Linked DNA regions of Urocitellus parryii: region 2 is linked to region 1. A link is a contact called in public Hi-C data. All regions are on one chromosome and are shown on one strand. The core of a region is the stretch at or near the end of the contact, and the rest is flanking DNA. Distances in the headings are between cores, read along the strand shown.

Region 1 (4,936 bases), core at 1,338-3,837:
TGTTAACTATTACCACTGTTTTCAGAACACTTTCATTGCCCTAAAAGAAACCCTGTATTTAACTCTGTGTTATTCTCCAACATCTCCTAGATGGTATCTCGCCCCTGGTATTTGCCCATTCCGGACAGTTCTTACAAATGAAACCATATGCAGCGTTTGCTTCTGGCTTCTTTCACTTACTGTTTTCAAGGTATGCTTCTCTTGTAGCTTGTTATGTTGTAGCATCAATGCTTCATTCCTTTTGATGGCCAAATAATCATCTGCTGTACCACATTTTATATATCCATTCATCGGCTGATGTACTTGAGTTGTTTCCACTCACTGGCTATTGTGAACAGTGTCTTTGTATATTAGTATAAGTTTTTGTTTGAATAACTGCTTTCAATTCTTTTGGGTAGAAATCTGTTGATTCAAAGAAGGAAATGACTAAATATCTTGAAATCTTCAGTCATTCAACATATTTTACTGAGAACCCACTGTATAGCTGCCAGAGTGCCAAGCCCTGAGAATACAAATTGCAACAAATGAGACAAGAAATCATCCTTGATCTCCTTAAGAATGACAGTTGAATAAGTGAATAAAACACAGACTCTTGAAATATTTAGGATTAAAAATTTCCTTTCATTTGCTGTTGAAGGTAAGTCAAAAGTGGTCAAGAAGCACCTGAGCAAGATGCTCTAACAGGCTGTTTTTGGATACAAGAAAAAAAAAAACACAACTCAGAATAGCTTCAACAATTCATGCATTGATCATCTTATATAGTGATGTCTGAGGTAGAGGGGTTCCTAAATGAGCCAAGTCAGTGGCTCAACAATGTCAAGGACCTAGGGCTTATCCATCAATTGTCACAACAAGAGGCAGCAACTAACTTGTCCTCCCCATTCAGTAAGGACCAAAGTGCAAAAGTGGGGAAGCTGTGGGAAAGATTTGGTTTTGTTTTGTTGGCACTTGGGATTGAACCAGAGCCACTTTACCACTGAGCTACATCCCTAGTCCTTTTTATTTATTTATTTATTTATTATTGTTTTGCAACAGGGTCTCAGTAAGTTGCTTAGGGACTTGCTGAATTGCTTAGGGGCTTGCTAAACTGCTGGGACTGGCCTCGAACTTGTCATCCTCCTGCCTCTGCCTCCTGCACTGCTGGGATTACAGGTGTGCACCACCTAGGGATTCTTTCTTAATCCCTGTTTAGGTGCAAGACAAAGTTTACCAGAATATTTCCCCTCTACTCTGTCCTGCCAGATTTGTGACACAGACTATTCCTCAGCCACTGGCAAGGGAATGGAATTACAATAAATGATTTAAGGTTAATCAAGATTGAAGCTGGAAGGAGCCCCACTTCCCCTGGGGCCTACAGCCACCTGATACCCGAACAGATTAGAAAATGTAAGAGGGAGAGAATGACTAGCATGGGCAGCCAAGAGTACCTGTGCCTGGGCAAGATTTCCTGGAGGAAGTCCAATTCAGCATTCTGAGCTCCAGGCCTTAACTGAATATTTCAACACACACACACACACACACACACACACACACACAAACAAACCTCAACATGGCCAGGACTGAACTCACGATTTTCTCTTCCAGTGTTCACTTTCTTTGTGACTAGTACTCCCATTCCAAGCCCCAAGTCAGAAAAATAGCCCTCCTACCCTGTTCCTTCTTCTCCATCGCCCCTACACGTAGGCGCGAGGCCAGGGCCGGCTGATAGAACCTCCCGGACAGCTCTGGAGTCCACTCACTCTCTTCACTTACGCTGCCATCACCCTAGTCCGAGTTGTTATCGTCACTTCTTCCCCGGACTTCAGCAACCTCCTTCTGCTGGCCTCCCAGCATCCATTTGACCCCTTCCTCCGACGGGATTCCTTCACGTTAGAGGCCTTTTCAAACGCAAATGGCTCCTGCTTCCCACTAGCTTCCCACGCTCCGACACGGAGCCGGTAAGGCCCTGCCCAAACTCCGGGCCAGCGCGGCTGAACTCCGCCGCTCTCCCCGCCGTCCGCACTGGCCTCCCTGCGGCCCCTAACTGTCACTCTCAGCTTCACCGTCACTTCCCAGGGGAAGGCCTCCAGCAGGACAGGTCCCTGCGCGGTGAAGAACCGTGCCTCCTCTCCAGCGCACCTTCTTTCCCTCTGCAGCCAGAGGTCCGGGAAAACACGGAGTGGGACCCTCCGACACAATACGCGGCGCACAGTACGAGTTCAACACGTAGCCGCCAAACGGCTAAAGGAATAGCCACCTTCGACGACGTGTGGCTGGTAATGAGCACGGAGCCAGTCCCGGAGAAAACGCGTACCGGTGACCCGCTCGGCGTCCGAACCGCCCGCACCGCGGCCCCGGGTCTCCCTAGTGGCTCCGCCCCTGGCCCCGCCCCCTTCCGAGTCTGAGGGGGCGGGACATAGAGGTCGCGTGACGCGACAGCCGCCGGCCGGTGATTGGGCGTCAGGGCGCACTGGATCGGGAAGGGGGCGTGTCATCGCACGCTGATTGGTTGTCGGAGGGCGGTGGGGCGGGGCGGGCCGCGGCAACGCCGGGCGGGGGCCCGGAGGGCCGGGCCGGGCCGGGCCGGGTAGGGTAGGGCCGGGCCGGGCAGGGAGGGCGGTGGCAGCAGCGGGATGGGTCCTCGCCGCCGGCTTCGCTGAGACTCGCGCGCGTGGGCTGCCCGCGGCGGGCCGCAGTGCCGCGGCGGCATGAAGGGCGCCCTGGGGAGTCCTGTGGCTGCGGCCGCCGCCGGCGCCGCGATGCAAGAGAGCTTCGGCTGCGTCGTGGCCAACCGCTTCCATCAGCTGCTGGACGACGAGTCGGACCCGTTCGACATCCTGCGCGAGGCCGAGCGCCGGCGCCAGCAGCAGCTGCAGCGCAGGAAGCGCGACGAGGCGGCGGCAGCGGCGGCGGCCGCCGGTGGCCGCGGGGGAAAGAGCCCGGCTGGGGCCTCGGGTCACAGGCCCGGCGCGGGCGGTCGCAGGGAGTCGCAGAAGGAGCGCAAGAGCCTCGCTGGAGCGCCGCCGGACAGTCCCGGAGGTGGCCCGCAGCAGCCCGGTAGGCGTCCGGCGGCCCGGCGCCCGAGGGAGGAAGGAGAGTGAGGGGTCATCGCCTCGCTGTGAGACGGGTTCCCTGGGAAGGGGCGCGGGCGGAGCTGGGCGGGGGTGAGGGTCGCGGGGCCGGCAGGCTGGGCGAGGGGTCGGGCTCACGTCCCTCCTGCGCTCTCCGGACCCTGAGCGGAGAGGGTCTGCGGATCCTGCAGCTGGGCCTGCGCAACTCCGGCCAAGTTGCTGGGGCGCGTGGGGGGCGAGCACCGGGCACTCCGGGGGCTGGAGCCGGCAGGACCTCCGCCGCCGTCCGCCCAGCCGCTGCAGGTTGCGGGTCGGGAGCGGCGGAGAAGCCTGATGGGAAGGAGGGGGCGCCGCCGGCCCCGCGGATGGAACGGGAGCCGCGCGGTGCCCGGGCTCGGCTCTGTGACGGAGGGGCCCCAGGCGACCGTGGCGGGCTGCCGCGGGGCCCGGCCTCCGCGCGCTCTGCGCCTCTGCGCCTCTGCGGGTGCTCGTGCGGCCGTCCAGGTGCCGCCCGGTGCTGTCTTCCAGTGCCGCCTGGAGTGTTGGTGGGATGTGTGACTCGCGGTGGACGCGAGGCTGCTTTAGGGAAAGCGCATTTAACCTTCCGATCAGAAGGAGCGAGTGCGCGCGGCTCGCGTGGTGCTGTCCGCAGCCCGAGGTCTCACCTGGACTGCGTCAGGGCCTGGGTCGGCTGGCCTCCACCTGTGTCCTCCGTGCTCCTGAAATAAGGTAGTGGGCCTGAGGAAAGAGTGTTTGGAAGTGAGTTAGAGTCAGCTTTATTGGCACATTCCTGATAACAATTATGCATCCAGCCCAGGAGAACACTCCTGGTCTAATGACTGGCTTTGAGCTTGCAACTAGGTGATGTTTACCTTTGTGAGAAGTTAAGTTCAGAAACGTGCTTCAGCATCATCAAGTCACTACAATAAAGATGTTGAAAGTTGTAAAAAAAAAAAAATGCTATTGGATACCGCAGTGTCTGACCGTATCAAAACAGTGAGACAAAATATACTGCACGTTTTGTATTATGCTCTGTGTTTTTCTCAAATTCATTTGGATTCATAGGAATAACAGAATTGAGGAAGCTGATGCTTTTAAAATGTATTTTTTAACAAATGAAAATATGCTAAAAGAAGTGTGAAACCGCAGTTAGTGCTTTTAATATATTGATTTTTAGCCCTTTTAAAGCTCAAATGTATTTTTGTTTTGAAAAATTCAAAGTCTCAAAATGTAAGGTTAAGTGAAACCCCAATTTTTCCTACTGTTAGCACTGTGCATTTATATGCATAAATTTATACACAAAAAATGTACAGTGTTTTCTATATTTTTCTAAACTTAAATGTTAGAAACTGGGTTGCAACCTACTTCTTTCGCTTGACATTGTAATCTAGTACACACGCTTATAGCTTTTTTTCCTGTCAGTTGTTCACAGTCTAGTCAGTCTGGCTTTTGAGCTCTTTATTAAAGATCTTTAGTTGATTTTGTGGTTAGAATGGAATTTTGTCATTGTAGGTATTTTTCAAGAATATGTAATTTCAGGAGCAGACATCTCATTAATTTCATTTATGTAGTTAGTGTACTAAATTTGTAGTGGGTGTTAGCCACTCTCAAGCGTTAATAGGAACTGAGCTTTTCTACCCTCAACATTTTAATTTTGTTTGAATGTTACAGGTGGAATGCTTAGTATAAATATCAAACAGGTTTGACATGTAATAGAAACATTTCAAAAAATTGTGAAAGTTGTAAGATTTATCCTAGAGAAACATTGGGTTTTTGTATCCTGGAGGGTCTAGTGATGTGCATAACCCCTTGGGCTAAACCTTGCCCAGTAAATTTGTTCTTGAATCACAAGAGGCTGTTTAAGCTTTGCTTTTTCCTAGCCTTTC
Region 2 (5,235 bases), core at 2,002-4,501, 170 kb after region 1:
GACTAAAACCTCTGAAACCACGAGCCAATGTAGACCATTCTTCCTGATAAGTTGATTATCTCAGGAATTTTGTCATAGCAACAGAATGCTAAAACATCATTACGTTCAGAGAACAAGTCTTTCAGTATGGGATAGCTGGATCATTTACCAGAATCATAAGAATCATAGGAATTTACCATTTGCTTCCCTATGCACATATACACAGATGTGAAAACACACCACTGCCTTATTCTATTTGAAACATGCTGTCTTACCTGAGGAGGCAATTTCTTCACCTCTTTTCATTCCCAGTCTTTTATAAATTTCTCTCTCAGGATCAACATAGATTTCATGGGAATACCCAGTCAGTTTGCAGAAAGGCTGAAGAGAGAATAGTTGGAGTTTTTATAAGAACAAATGAGAAAAAAGTAATGATAATCTAACTTCAGCCAATTTAGCCTATACTCACTGTTCTATTAACATAATTTTTACACCTGAAACTTTACTTTATTTGGTATTGGGGACTAAACCCAGGAGTGCTTAACCACTGAGTCATTGCCTCAGCCCTTTTAAATATTTTATTTAGAGACAGGGTTTTGCTGAGTTGCTCAGAGCCTCATTAAATTGCAGAGGCTGCTTTTGAACTTATGATCCTCCTGCCTCCTAAGCCACTAGGTACAGATGTATAGCACTTAAACCTGAAACAAATTTAATCTCTGAGTTCCCCAATTTGGTAGATATTTACCTCAATATGATGGTAGGATGACTGTCCAATCACTATAAGGGTGACATCTGCTTCCTTTAGGAGAAAAAAAAAATGTGCATGTTAACAGAATTGTTTCCTAGTCTTCCCCTAATCCCACTCTTTTGTTTCATTCTAATGCCACCTATAGGCTTCTAGAAGAATGGTACAGCAAGATTGTGTGCAACATAAAGAAACTTGTTCTAAAATGTCTGATGAACTTAGATGATTCTTTTGCTAAGTAAAAATTCCAAGACTTAAATGGAAGACTAAAGTTGTAAAAGTATTAGAAGAAAACAGGGAAAAGCTCAATGACATTAGATTGGGCAATGATTTCTTGGATATGACCCCAAAACACAAGCAACAAAAGCAAACATAGGCATGGTTGTATTATAAAGCTTCTGCACAGCAAAGGAAATAATTAGAGTGAAGAGAAAGCCCACAGTTTGGGAGAAACAATAAACTCTGTATCTGATAGGGAACCCAAATCCAAAAAATATAAGAAGCTCAAACAATTAAATAGCAAGAAAACAAAGTATCCAATTAAAAAAAGGACAAAGGTGAGTTGGGGATGTGGCTCAGTGGCAGAGTACTGACTAGCATGGGTGAGGCCTGGGTTGGATCTCCAGCTCTTGGGAAAAACACACACACAGAGAAAGAATAAAAGGGCATGCAGAGGAAAAATAAAAAAAAAAATTTTCAAAATGATGTATTCCTCAGGCATGGGTGACACATGCCTATAATCCCAGCTACTCAGGTAGCGGAAGCATAGCGGAAGCAGGAGGACTGTAATTTTGAGGACAGCCTGGGAAACTTAAGAATACTAGTCTAAAAATTTGCTGAGTTGCTCAGGGCCTCACTAAATTGCAGAGGCTGGCTTTGAACTTGTGATCCTCCTGCCTCCCGAGCCACTAGATACAATGGGGATGTAGATTAATCCCAAGTACTGAAAAAACAAAGATAATTAAAAAATTAAAAACCACAACACACAAGCAGGCTTATTTAATGAGGCAATTTTATTTTATTTTTTCATTCCAATAGATAAGGTCTACTGAAAACAGACCTTAGTTTTACAAAGCCTATCTAATATCTTCACTTAAAAAGCTTACCTGGGACCAAACCTATGTAATACCTGAAGAAAAACAGAGTAGTGAAACTTGCAGTCTATTAAATACAAATTGGCATCTGTAAGATACATTACAGGTGCTGGGGATGTGGTTCGCCTGCCATGCGCAGAGCTCTGGGTTTGATCCTCAGCACCACATAAAAATAAAATAAAGATGCTGTGTCCACCAAAAACTAAAAAATAAATATTAAAAAATTCTCTCTCCCTCCCTCTCTCTCTTAAAAAAAAAAGATACATTACAATTTTCCTACAAGTAACAACTATTTGGCGGCGTAACACAAATAAAGGGACAACAATATCAATTTCCAGCTGGTCGCAGTGGCACATGCCTGTAATCCCAGTGGTTTAGGAGGCAGAGGCAGGAGGATAATGAGTTCAAAGCCAGCCTCAGCAATTTAGCGAGGCACTTAACAACTCAGCGAAACCCTGCCTCTAAATAAAATACAAAAAAAAAAAAAAAAAATGGCTGAGGATGAGGCTCAATGGTTAAGCACCCCTGGGTTCAATCCTCAGTACCAAAAACAAAAAACAACCAACCAACCAATTTCCAGCACTTGATTTGGAGCATTATCACTCAACATTTACTAGGCACATTACTTGGTAATTACTAGGTAGCACTGTTTACAAGCAAGTGGCAATAAATTAGGACAAAACATCTCTAACTTCTTTCCTCCTTTTTTGAGGGGTTGGAGAAATGGGAGGAAGTGGAAGATTTGGGGATGCAGGTCATGCACCCTCCACACTCCACGCCGGCGGTTATAAGCGTCAGGCGCCACTCACTCCGTCCTGAGGCAGGACACTGCCACCCACCGTCGGGAAACTTACGTGTAGGAGTCGCTCGGGGACTTTGGCCAGGTCCTCCACGTATTCTTTGCAGGTGTAACACAGGAAATGCTGAAACCCAACACACAACAGGGCGAGTCAGCCCGGCGGCGCCGCGGCCGGGAGCGCCCGTAGGAAATGCAGCGCTCGAGGGGGCAGGACGTCCGGGCTGCGCCGCCGCTGGCTGGGGATGGCCTCGCTGCCGAGCGGCGGACACCGGAAGGCCAGGCCCGGCCGGCCCGTTCGCAGGCGCCAGGACCTGCGGAGCCACCCCCTCTGGGTCGCCGCGCTCACCCGCACGAAGACCACCACGGCGCGTCGCTCCCGGAACAGTGCGCCGAAGGGCAGCCTCTTCCCCGTGGCGTCCAGCACCGGCAACTCGGCCACGGAGGGCGCCAGGGGCTGCCCGCTCTCAGGGCCGGCCAGCGCCGGGCTCGGGGACGGGGCGGCGCCGCCGCTGACCTGCTGAGTAACGGGCGCCGCCATCAGGACCTGCGTCCGAGAGCCCGGGGTCCGCTCCAGCCGGATGCGGGGCCACAGCGAACCGGGCGAGGGGGGAAAAGGACCCGGCGAGCGCCGCACTCCGGGCTGAACCCGCGGGGAAGGACGCACGGGGCGGGGCAGGGCTGAGGGGCGGGGCGGAGCAGGGCTGAGGGGCGGGGCGGGGCGAGACACGGGGCGGAGCCTGACAGGGGCCGAGCGAGACGGAACGCGGCCCTCGGGACTGAAGTAGCGTAGGGGAGGGCGCAAGGGGTGGAGGGGGCGGGGCGAGAGGCGGGCCAGTGCCTGAGAGACGGGGGCAGTGTCCGAGAGGGGCGGGGCGAGACACGGGGCGGAGCCTAATTGGGGCGGAGCGAGGCGGAACGCGGCTCACTGGAATGAGGTCGCGTAGTGGAGGGCGCACTGAGCGGGGCCTTGCCTGAGCCGGGCGGGGGGCGGGGGCGGGGCCATGCCCTAGCAGGGCGGGGGCCGTGCCTGGGGCGGGGCGGAGGGCGGGGCCGTGCCTGGGGCGGGGCGGAGGGCGGGGCCGTGCCTGGGGCGGGGCGGAGGGCGGGGCCGTGCCTGGGGCGGGGCCGTGCCTGGGGCGGGGCGGAGGGCGGGGCCGTGCCTGGGGCGGGGCGGAGGGCGGGGCCGTGCCCGAGCCGGACTGGCACGCGGGATTCCGGCGAGCTGTTGCATTCTCTTTCCTCCGAGTGCCGCAGCCAGCGCGTTTTCAGGCTGAGCTCTTCCTGGTAGGGCGGCCCCGCGTGCATAGCTGTGTGAATCCGTTTTAGTTTTATTCAGGAAAACTCCTTACCGAGGAAGTGAAGAGGGATTTCCTATGCAGGACCATCGTATCTATTGCCAAGTAAATTGTCCTGTTCCATTTTAACCCACCCCTCCTAAATGCAGGTGCTTTTTTTTGGTGGGGGGGGCGTATTAACATATAGTGTGACTCAGACACGACGTCTTACGTGAACCGCTCAATTAAAAATTTCCATTATGAAAAAATGTCACAGTGAAGACTCTGTTACCCACCCGCTAGATTATGCCATTAATGTCTCCTCCATCACGGTATGTCTCCTATCCACAGTTAGGGCGATTTTGACTCCTTATTCATCTGTCATCCACAGCTCTTGAAATATGAAACATTTTGGTCACTTTAGAAAAAGTCTGCTTTCAAACAGTGGGCACGATAAATCTATTTTAGAAACATATTTCAGGAGTCCATGTGTTCTATTCAAAAGGTTTATATCTAAGACTAGTTACCTACCATACACTCAGGTGAGATGATCCACTGAGGTGAAGGGTGGTGATGGATGGCAATGGAGTTTGATGGTTGAGCATCAGACTTCTGCTTTTTGTGGTCCTGGGGATGGAAACCAGGCCTCCTGCATGCAGGGCAAGTGCTCTAGCAGTGAGCTGCACACCCCACCCTCAGCATCTGTTTTGTATTAACCTCTGTGAGAAACGCACTCTCCTGTCCAAACTCAGAGAATGGCCTAAGAGACACGAAGTATAGCAAAAAGGGAGGATTTACATTAATAACAATCTTGCAAGATCGGGTACCTGGTGGTCAGGGACACACAGATTGGGTACAACCAGCATTTTATTCCCTAGAGCACAAGGGTTGTCTCCCTCCTCCCCCAGTTCCTCAGTGACTAAGTACTATGGGTGTACAGTCTTCCCAAGGGTCACTTATGGTCTCTTATTTGAAGAAATATACCTTTAGTTGTCCCCACTTCCATTTGCTCTCTTGTGGTGGGCAAGTCCCCTGGGACTGAGTGCCTTTGGGCAGGTACACAGTTCATCTCTGTAGGTCAGGTTGGGGTCCTTCCTTCTCACCTCCCGTTTGTCAAGAGACTGTGGATTTTTACACTCCAGTGATAACTTTTCATCCTGCTCTCCCCTCCAGCTGCCTTTCTTACATCCCAGGTCATTTTACATTTAAAGCTAAACACTGGATTCTGATGGGACTTTCTGTTTTTCCGCAGGCCCGCACTTCCTGTGTCTGGCAGGTGGCCACAGCATCTGCAGCCTATATGAAGTCTGGTTGGCCTTGGATGAGGAAGTTGGTTGATCACTG

Evidence for each region. A called contact is a pair of places that touch in the nucleus more often than the background predicts.
Region 2: a Hi-C map of muscle shows a contact between it and region 1, with 5 times the contacts expected there. The contact joins the promoter of Prxl2c here to the promoter of Habp4 in region 1. A contact is called at or near these places in 2 of 2 Hi-C or Micro-C datasets (liver and muscle).

The regions. Positions count from the first base shown.
Region 1 is chr13:64,741,094-64,746,029 of mUroPar1.hap1, forward strand. It overlaps Habp4 (hyaluronan binding protein 4), which reads left to right and starts at 2,588. Exons shown (of 7, transcript XM_026380487.2): 1 at 2,588-3,036. The coding sequence starts at 2,688.
Region 2 is chr13:64,906,854-64,912,088 of mUroPar1.hap1, forward strand. It overlaps Prxl2c (peroxiredoxin like 2C), which reads right to left and starts at 3,252. Exons shown (of 6, transcript XM_026380492.2): 1 at 2,964-3,252; 2 at 2,673-2,741; 3 at 725-778; 4 at 255-360. The coding sequence starts at 3,155.